2 separate regions of the Hordeum vulgare genome follow, and region 2 is linked to region 1. A link is a contact called in public Hi-C data. All regions are on one chromosome and are shown on one strand. The core of a region is the stretch at or near the end of the contact, and the rest is flanking DNA. Distances in the headings are between cores, read along the strand shown. Region 1 holds the start of LOC123401915 (endoglucanase 6). Region 2 holds the start of LOC123403136.

Region 1 (4,732 bases), core at 1,239-3,738:
ACGCGCGGCCATTCCCAAGCAAACCATTCCATAGCACCACGGCTGCAGCCTGCAGCCGCCGCCCGCGCGCATGCAGGCCATGTGGCTCCGGCCGTCGGGACTCCCACGCAAAGTGGACGACGAGACACCCCCGTCATTCCGTCCGGCCACACTCTCTCCCTCCCCCTAGCCGTTAGAAAATCGATCGATCGACCATGGCCGCAAGGATCCGAGGGACGTACGCCCCTTCGACCATTTAGAGCATTTCTAATAGACGGTTTATACGTATAAATACCTAATTTTTAGATTTTCAAGAATAAAAAACGTTATTTCAATAGGTGGTCTATATGTAAAAAAGTTAAACCACCACCATTTGAAGATGTAAAATACATCACGTCGTGATGCAAGTTTGCATCACGAGATACATATGATGTAAAATTACGGCTCCCCACGAAAGGACCAACCAGCAGTTCATTTTATTTTCCGCTTGCGATCGCCTGCCCACCCGAGCATCAGCCGTCAAAAATCGTCGTCGCCACCGCCCAAATCATCGTCGTCACCGTCCCAAATCACCGCCGCCGCCATTCACCATCCTCGCCCGCATAGCCTCCCCCGCCGGAGGGCGTCTCGCGGCCGCCCTCCGCAGCTCCGTGATGTTGCCCCGTCGAAAATCCAGCTCCACTCCGCCCCGGCCCCGTCCGCCTCCGCTTCGCCTGCCCCCACCCGCACCGCACGCCGCCGCCCGCACTGCACGCCCTCCTAGCTCCGTCCGCCTTCGCCCCACGCCACACGCCGCTGCCCGCTCCCCGCTGGACCGCCACCCCGACCTCTCTCCACTTTCCGCCGCCACGACCTCTCTCCACACGTCGCCGCCCTAACTCTTTCCGATTGGCGCCGTCATCAGATGTCGTCGAAGAACAGCAACCACGAAGAAAAAAAAGATGTGCGGCTGTACAGTGGCTGAACACCAGCCGCATGGCGGTCGGTCGGTTTTACATCTTCGTTTTGAGCCATATGTTAAAGTTACTGTTTTACATCTCCGTTTGGACCATCTGTTCGAATTAAGCATTTTTCAAAAATGTAAAAAGCATTTTTTGCTGCTTCAATTTTTTACACTATTAATTTGAAGCATCAGAATATACATCATGTATTGAAGATGTTCTTAATTCCCCCTCGCTCACGGCAGGGTACGTACGTAGTAGTAGCATCGACCTGTAGCTCTGTCTATTGCCACGCTTCTCTTCTACAGGTTCTTCTTCTTTGGCATCAGCCAGCAAGGACGCAGGCTTTAACGGCTCTCCTCCCGTCGGCCTCGTCCCCTTGCCTACGGGCGGCCCCATCGTGCCTACGGGCTATGCATGGTCCCTTTTTTCCACCAGGCCCAACGGTCAGATTCGGCGAAGCTGCTACGGATGCACACCAGTGAGGACTGATGAGCACGCTAATGACAAGATCGTCGTGCTTGTCGTCATGGGCTCATGGCAACGTAGTAGTAGTGGTAGATTGCAACGCACGGGTCGACCCTCCGGAGTCCGTTGTACTATGCTCTGTAAGGACCATGGATCATTCGGCGAGGCTCAGTAGTATTAAGGGGTGTTTGGTTTTAAGGGATTAAACATTTTTTAGTCCTAAGGATTAAAGAAAAAAAAATCACTTAATAAAGTTTTTATTATAGTCACTTAAGAAAAAGTTCCTTCCGTTTGATTATATAGGGACTTTTTTTTAATTCTAGTCCTGTAACCAAACAGGGCCTTATCCAGGGTTGGTAGAGAGCACAAGTGACGGCTGAGCCCGAGAAAGAAGAGCACTGATGAATCACTGACCGGCACAGGCAGTGCACGCTGAGCACCGGGGCCGACCCTAGTAACTGCTCCCCCGGATGACCGTTTCTTTCTTTCTTTCTTTCTCCCACCATCTACATCACCGCCGTCCTCTACTCCTACTATGATATGATGAGTGAGTGCCATGCATGCTGCGCCGATCACTGATCCATCTTCGCCACCGGAGAAGTGCAATTTTCTTTCCCTCAAAAGAAGGAAAAGTGCAACATTTTCCTGGACTTTGATCACAACAAAACCCTGTCAAAATCCCCGCAGAAAGACACATTCCAAAACCCTCTTATCCATTCGGTCTGGCTAAACGAAGAAACGAAACCACATTATACGCACTCCTCGACATTTTCCTCTGGAGTACTATACGAGCATGCTTGAATGCCATGCCACATTTTCTCTGATGGAGCAACGGCCAAAACGAACCAAACCAACGGCACAGACGGCTGCAACTGCAGAGCGAGTACTAGCAGTAGTTCTGTGGAGTAATGCAGCAGCACATTCAAGCCTTCAGCTCCAGGCCAACCAAGCCACCGGCGCCGCAACGTTCGCCACGTCCACGTGCAGCCGCCGCATTGGCCTCTGCCGGGCATCCTAGGCCTCCTTCCCCTCCCGTCACTCCGGCCTGCGCCCGTCACATGCCGTATTTAACCTCCCGCCCGTTCGGCTCCGACACCACCTCACTCACCTCTCCTCCGCCGGCCACTATTAAACCACGGCCCTGCTGACTCCAGTAGACGCACACACACTCGCTCCTCGCTCTGTCACTCAGCCGCCGAGAGCACCGATCCAACGGTGCTGCATTGCCATTGCATTAGCTTAATTTCTTCCGGTCAGCCGCAGCACCGGTCTTGCCGTTGGCGGTCAGGGCGGCAATGGGGCTGTCGTCTGCGCTTGTGCTGGCGCTGCTGCTCTTGCCGGCGGTGGCGTCGGCCGGGCATCACGACTACGGCGACGCCCTCCACAAGAGCATTCTCTTCTTCGAGGGTCAGCGATCCGGCAGGCTTCCGCCCGACCAGCGCCTTCGCTGGCGCCGCGACTCCGGCCTACACGACGGCGCCGCCGCCGGCGTACGACTCGCATCTCATCTTACAATGTTCTGCTTCGTTTATACTGTATTTTCTTTTGTGCAAAAGTGGTGATGGTTCCATTTCCATGGCAATGCGCTGCAGGTGGACCTGACGGGAGGGTACTACGACGCCGGCGACAACGTGAAGTTCGGGTTCCCGATGGCGTTCACGGCGACGCTCATGTCGTGGGGGCTGATCGACTTCGGCCGCAGCTTCGGGCCGCACAAGGAGGAGGCGAGGAAGGCGGTGCGGTGGGCGACGGACTACTTCATGAAGGCCACGGCCAAGCCCAACACGGTGTACGTGCAGGTGGGCGACGCCTTCAAGGACCACTCCTGCTGGGAGCGGCCCGAGGACATGGACACCCCGCGCACCGTCTACAAGGTCGACCCCTCCCACCCGGGCTCCGACGTCGCCGCCGAGACCGCCGCCGCCCTCGCCGCCGGCTCCATCGTCTTCCGCGACGCCGACCCCGTCTACTCCCAGCGCCTCCTCGACCGCGCCATGGCCGTAAGTCGCAAACTGTCTCCACTCTGACGACTCAAATGTGCCGTGCGTGTCAGCTCAGCTCTGACATGAAAAAAATGAGCAGGTGTTCAAGTTCGCGGACAGGTACCGGGGCGCCTACAGCAGCAGCCTGCACGCGGCGGTGTGCCCCTGCTACTGCGACTTCGACGGGTACCAGGACGAGCTGCTGTGGGCGGCGGCGTGGCTGCACAAGGCGTCGCGGAGGAGGGAGTACCGGCAGTACATCAAGAAGAACGAGGTGGTGCTCGGCGCCAGCGACTCCATCAACGAGTTCGGCTGGGACAACAAGCACGCCGGCATCAACGTCCTCATCTCCAAGGTGATATCCCTTCCGCATGCAGCTTTGGCCTTTGTATGCAGTACAGAACTACAGATGCTGATAATGATAAAAGAGTACACATAAGCTAGCAAGCCACTCGAATCTAATGATTGACTGTCTTGCCTGCTGCTTTACGCCTTTTAAGCTTTACAAATGTGGATTCAGTTAGTTTCTTATGATGGGCACATACGTCTTGCCAACGGATCAGCCATTCTGAAATTACCCTGACTGGTAGATGCTACTGATTCCTGAATCTGGATGATATACCCCGGTTCAGATTAGATTAATCAATGACCAGTCAGTAGTAAACAAATGGAGTGTGTATAGTGCACGGTGGTGGCGTACCAGCAAATAGGAGACTTCACGAGGAGGATACTTGTCTCTTCTATCTTGGCCTCTCCTACCTAGGCCCCTGTGCTCCGCATGCTGCCGGCGCGGCAAGCGGTAGCGGCACTTTTCAGAGGCTCTCACGGGTCTCCACTCTCGACTCGTCATGCCAGTCATGTCCTTCCTGCCATTCGAATCAAGTTACAACCAGCTAATAAAACTGGATCATAGTACTGCACTTGCTGTCAGTACTAATATGTTGTTGTGTTCTTGATTGATCGACCAGGAGGTCCTAATGGGGAAGGACGAGTACTTCCAGTCCTTCCGCGTCAACGCCAACAACTTCATGTGCACCCTCCTCCCCGGCATCTCCGACCACCCCCAGATCCAGTACTCCCCAGGTTTGTTTCGCCACAAACACAGCAAGAAAACATGAGGTTCATCTTGTGAACAACTGGGAGGAGTGATCACTGATCAATCAAGAAACGGAATGCAGGCGGGCTGCTGTTCAAGGTCGGGGGCAGCAACATGCAGCACGTGACGTCGCTCTCCTTCCTCATCCTGGCCTACTCCAACTACCTGAGCCACGCGGGCGCGCACGTCTCCTGCGGCGGCGGCGGGCGGACGGCGCCGCCGACGAAGCTCCGGCAGGTGGCCAAGCGGCAGGTGGACTACATCCT
Region 2 (4,732 bases), core at 812-3,311, 470 kb after region 1:
TCATACTTTATCACCATAGCCCAGCGCAGCTCTGCTCGGAGAACGATCAGCCAAAGATGCTGCCATTCACACCATCATCTGGACTCCTCTCTGAAGCTTCGACTTGTCACCTCCTTTCAGAAGACCTGACCAGTACATCAAGAAAGAACAAGCAGTGAAAACAGCTTCTAATAAACTTCTAACCACATGCTTCTCAAAGATAACTTTGTTACGAGTGCATCATATACTCTAGCAAATAGTAGCCAAAATCATCATATAAATTTTTCCACTTTCAACAGGAATATGTATAATCGGGCTCAGCATTGCCACAGGGACCTTGAACAACATGTTGCGCCAACAACTACCCCAAACGTCCCCCCAAACCAAACGAGCAAAAGTACAGCCGAAAAAGAGGTGCTCCGCCGTTTCAACATTCTGACAGAAGGAACATAAAGGATTTTCGGGACAGTTTCTTTTCCGCATATTATCCCTGAAAAGAACAGCATTTTGAAATAGCTGCCACATAAAAAATTTAATCTTCAGAAGAATATTAGCTTTCAAAACCCATTTATAGTCAGATCCAGCAAGGTCTTTCTTCAACCAATTGTAAACCGATTTAATAGAAAATAACTTGTTACAATTAAGTTTCCACACCACCCTATCCACAGAATCAGATAACATCAGGTTTCGAGCCCCATTAACAATCTCTTTCCATCGTCGAGCGAGTCTCCCAAAGAGGGTATGTCTAAATGGGATGAATAGTTGTTACCAACAAAGGTTGTAAGGCTGCATTCTTGATCATCACAAATGCATTCTTGATCATCACAAATGTCAAATAACATAGAACAACTATCTTTTAAAGGCCTGTCATCGAACCAGGCCTCATGCTACCAGCCATATACACATCTTTAACTTTCATGATAGCTTTCCAGCAGGGGGAGTCATTAAACCGAGCTTGAACATTAGCAAGTGTTTTAGAATTGAACATGAGAGGCGTTTTACACATGTGACATGTTACACCTGTCTGTTTGTATTAGATCAAGGGATATATATTAAATTATCCTGAAGAGTTACTGCAACCAGTCTCTGCGTAATGAACTTCAGTGAAATGTAAGCTATACTTGTCATTAACCTGTAATCGGCAATCTCGTAACTGAAGAGCATTGTTGAGCCATAGTTCAGATAAGATAAGAGTTGACATCTTGAGGCAAAATAAAGAGTTGACATATTCAGACCAACATCACAGAATTCTAATCTAATCTAAATCTCTATGCATAATCTCTTTTCACAATCGCAAGCATAATAATAAAGTAAGAAAGAACCATCCATCCAAAAATTCCTGTTTCCTATAAGCTGAAAAGGGGAAGAGACCGACAAAGCTCACACATGGGAGTATGGTGAAGTATTTACAGGACCATCATGGAGAGATGGGAACGAACGACACCCCAGCAGAAGAGGATCTATCTTCTGCCCCCGTCCACGGACGGACAGGATCACCAAAGGAAGAAGAAGAAAAAAAGGAAGGAAGAAAAGAAAAGGTCCTAAATACACGACGAGAAGAGAGAGCACGAGGGGACGGCCGATCGCCGTCCCGCCCCGTCCTCTAGGAGTCGCCGCCGATGGAGATGGAGATGGCGGGGCGTCCGACCCGGCCGAGCGGCGAGCGCGAGCGCTGCCGGCCGAGGTCGCGGAGGACGAGGCGCATCCCGGCCAGCTGCTGCTGCTGCTGGTACGTCTCGTCCACCTTCACCTTGTCGCCCTCCTCCTCCTTGATCTTCCTCACCTGGCTGTGCACCACCCGCGCCGCCGCCAGCCGCTGCCCTTCCTCCTCCCAAGAATTCTCCATCGCCAGACCTCACGTGGCTTCTTCTTCTTCTGGTTTCTCTCGTGCCTCTGGATGGATGATGAAGATGACGACGACGACGACCCGCCGATGAGATGAGATGAGATGAGATGGGAGATGGGAGATGTGAAATGTAGCACTGCCGGTTCAACCCAGCCCAGCCCAGCACCATGCGTTGCATGAGACGGGGCGCATAAATAGGGGCCACACGTATGGCGGTGTGAAACGGGACGGGGTCACGCATCCGTGCCGTTTTTGCTGGGGCGACGAGCGCACGCAGCGTACCGCGTGTCCCTCCCCGGTTTACCCGATCCTCACTTTCCGCCGTCGCTTTCTTGGCCGATGGTTTTTCATCTCCTCCGCCCTCGGGTGGGTAAGGCCGAGGGAGAAGGGAAGACATATCCGTCCATGTGTACACGTTGACGCTGTCACGTTGCGAGACATGCCGTTGTGGCGGGCGGGCGACGGTGCCTGCCTGCCTATCCGCAGAACGGCTCTCCACGTGCCCTGCTGCCCGCGCGTTGCTTCGGTTCGATTTGGACGGATAAAGCTCGTCTATCCAAATCCAAATCCAACTCCAACCGGTCTTCTGAAAATATGCCGCGCAAATCCAACTCCAACCGGCCTTCTGAAAATATGCCGCGCAAATCCGACTGAGAGTGTGTCCGTGCCGTTTTTGTTTCTGGATCTAGTTCGTTGTGCGTGTGGGTCTGTGGGAGCAGAGGAACAAACGGATACGCCATGTTTGCAACGGAATATTTTCCTTTTCTTTTGGAGACGGGCATTTCCTCTCTTGGAAGTGGGACGAACACGTGAGTGCGTGACACGCCTATTGATTGCAGCTAGCGAAAGGACGCGTCGGGTTTTATTCTGTGGTGGCTGTTGTACTGTATGATCGATCGGGCGGAACGGCGGCCGCAAAGCCATGAGCGCGTGGAGCCGGTTTGGATAGGAACGGGAAGCTAGCAGTGGCTGTCGATGGAGGCCAAGGGCGGCCGCAAAGCCCCCGCGGACGGATCGCCCGCGAGTGACGCGTTCCTGTGGCCGGACGGCGGAACAAGGAGTACGTACGTACCACGGAGGGGAGGATCCTTTTTCTTTTACATCTTTTCATCAATTCAAAAAGGCACCGTGTTGAAACATTTCATCTGTCGACTTGTTGTCGCAGTTACCATCAGACGCCTCTAGCAAGTCGCAATTCCGCTGATAAGAAATCGAGGGGCAAAGGAAACCGAGGCTGTCGTCGAGGATCGTCCCGTGCTCTAGAGGAGTGAGATGTGAGGAAATCGAGGGGCAAAGGAAACCGAGGCTAGTAGCATTTTACAGTCGACTGAAATTATTTCAAAATTTCATGCGCAGAATCTCGCGTTGAGATTCGTTTTAGGATTTAGGATAGCCTTTTGTCTTTGTCGTCCTCCGAGAAAAGGCCTGCAGTTCTTCAGAAATTGTCACCTCCGACACGACTAAAAATGTAAGTAAACGTCGCAAATCCCACGCCCTTCCAGTGAACGGTCGTTAGATAAGAGGGCTCCATTTTTTTTGTAACCGCTTTATGCGAAAAGCGAAACATTTGGAGGAGAGCAGCAAATAAGGACTACAACCATTAAGCCTTGGCCTTCCGAGCTTGTGACACTCGCGCCACCTCCCGAACTAGACCGGTTGCTCCCTTCAGCCATCCATGGTGCAAGCGCCGGCCTACTCCCTCTCCCTCGCGCTGCCATGTGTGAGTGTAGCGGGCAAGATCCAGTGTCATGTTCATTATTTTCCCCCGGGCCTTGGCCTTGGCCTGTGCCTCGACCAGCGAGTCGGCAATCGCACGGCGCCGTCGGGAAGGACTCTGTGAGATGCCTGGCCCCACTACTCCTACTTGATGGCCTTCGCCCTTCCGATCAGTGCTAAAACATCGGATCTAGAGTAGGGGGTCCCAAGCTTGATGACCTGTGTTAGATAGTAACAGAAGAAGTAGGGACACGATATTTTACAGGTTCGGACCGTCTTGATGAGGTAAAACCCTCTGTCCTCCTTCTCATATATTGATTGTGATGGGGTACAAAGTACAACTTGATCTACCTCGAGATCCTATGAACTTGTTCTAAGCTATAATCATTGCGTATATATCTCTACAGACTAAAGTCCATGGCTTACATAGATGTCAGAGCTATCTAGGGTTTAGACATAGTCGGTTATAATTTAGGGATAAACATGCTAATATTTGAAATACGCTTTGAGTGTACGCCACCTTCAGGAAATCTTGATCTTGATTACACCGACTCACCGAGGATCTGGGCCGACATAGCCTGATCACCAATCTTTGGTGGTTCCTTGGCCCGACCCATAAGTGACGGGCCGACGTGACAAGCACCCCATCATCCAAGACACCAATAGTAGCCCTTGAACTAGTGTTCAAGCCGAGGACATCAAGCATCTTCCTCAGAATATCTTCATAATTCTATGTGATCGGCTTTGTAGGCGAATTCCGTCCTCCACGCCATCCTTCGATTCTGAGGCTATGCTCAGCTCCGAGGTTTTCTTGGCCTTATTTATTGTAACCATGCGCCTATGTAATTATCAAACAAGAGGGAATGTCTTTTAACAAGATTTCCTCCCTAGCACACTATCACAATCCATTTCCCCCTAAAATTTGGTTGTGAAAATAGAAGCATATGCATACATGATTTCCTTGCATATTTTTCTTTTGGGGCCAACAAGACCAACATTGAATTCAAATCCATTGAATTCAAAAGAATGTCAAAAAGGACTCCATGTTGTTTTCAAAAATTGCATAAAGGACAGGAAAAGAAATCCCTAAGATGATATTTGCCTTAAATATTTTGAATGGTCCAGGAGTTGGGAATATTTTGATTTTGGCAATTAAGCCATAAATAAAGTTATGGAATAATAAAAAAATAG

Evidence for each region. A called contact is a pair of places that touch in the nucleus more often than the background predicts.
Region 2: a contact with region 1 is called in a Hi-C map of leaf, with 4 times the contacts expected there. The contact joins the promoter of LOC123403136 here to the promoter of LOC123401915 in region 1. A contact is called at or near these places in 3 of 6 Hi-C or Micro-C datasets (leaf and seedling) and 1 of 1 datasets of contacts at active chromatin or transcription factors (embryo).

The regions. Positions count from the first base shown.
Region 1 is chr6H:492,949,414-492,954,145 of MorexV3_pseudomolecules_assembly, forward strand. It overlaps LOC123401915 (endoglucanase 6), which reads left to right and starts at 2,489. Exons shown (of 6, transcript XM_045095779.1): 1 at 2,489-2,592; 2 at 2,638-2,878; 3 at 2,981-3,388; 4 at 3,471-3,725; 5 at 4,339-4,453; 6 at 4,549-4,732. The coding sequence starts at 2,684. It also overlaps the pseudogene LOC123405663.
Region 2 is chr6H:493,418,331-493,423,062 of MorexV3_pseudomolecules_assembly, forward strand. LOC123403136 reads right to left here and starts at 2,062. Exons shown (of 1, transcript XM_045097100.1): 1 at 1,308-2,062. The coding sequence starts at 1,825. The coding sequence ends at 1,583.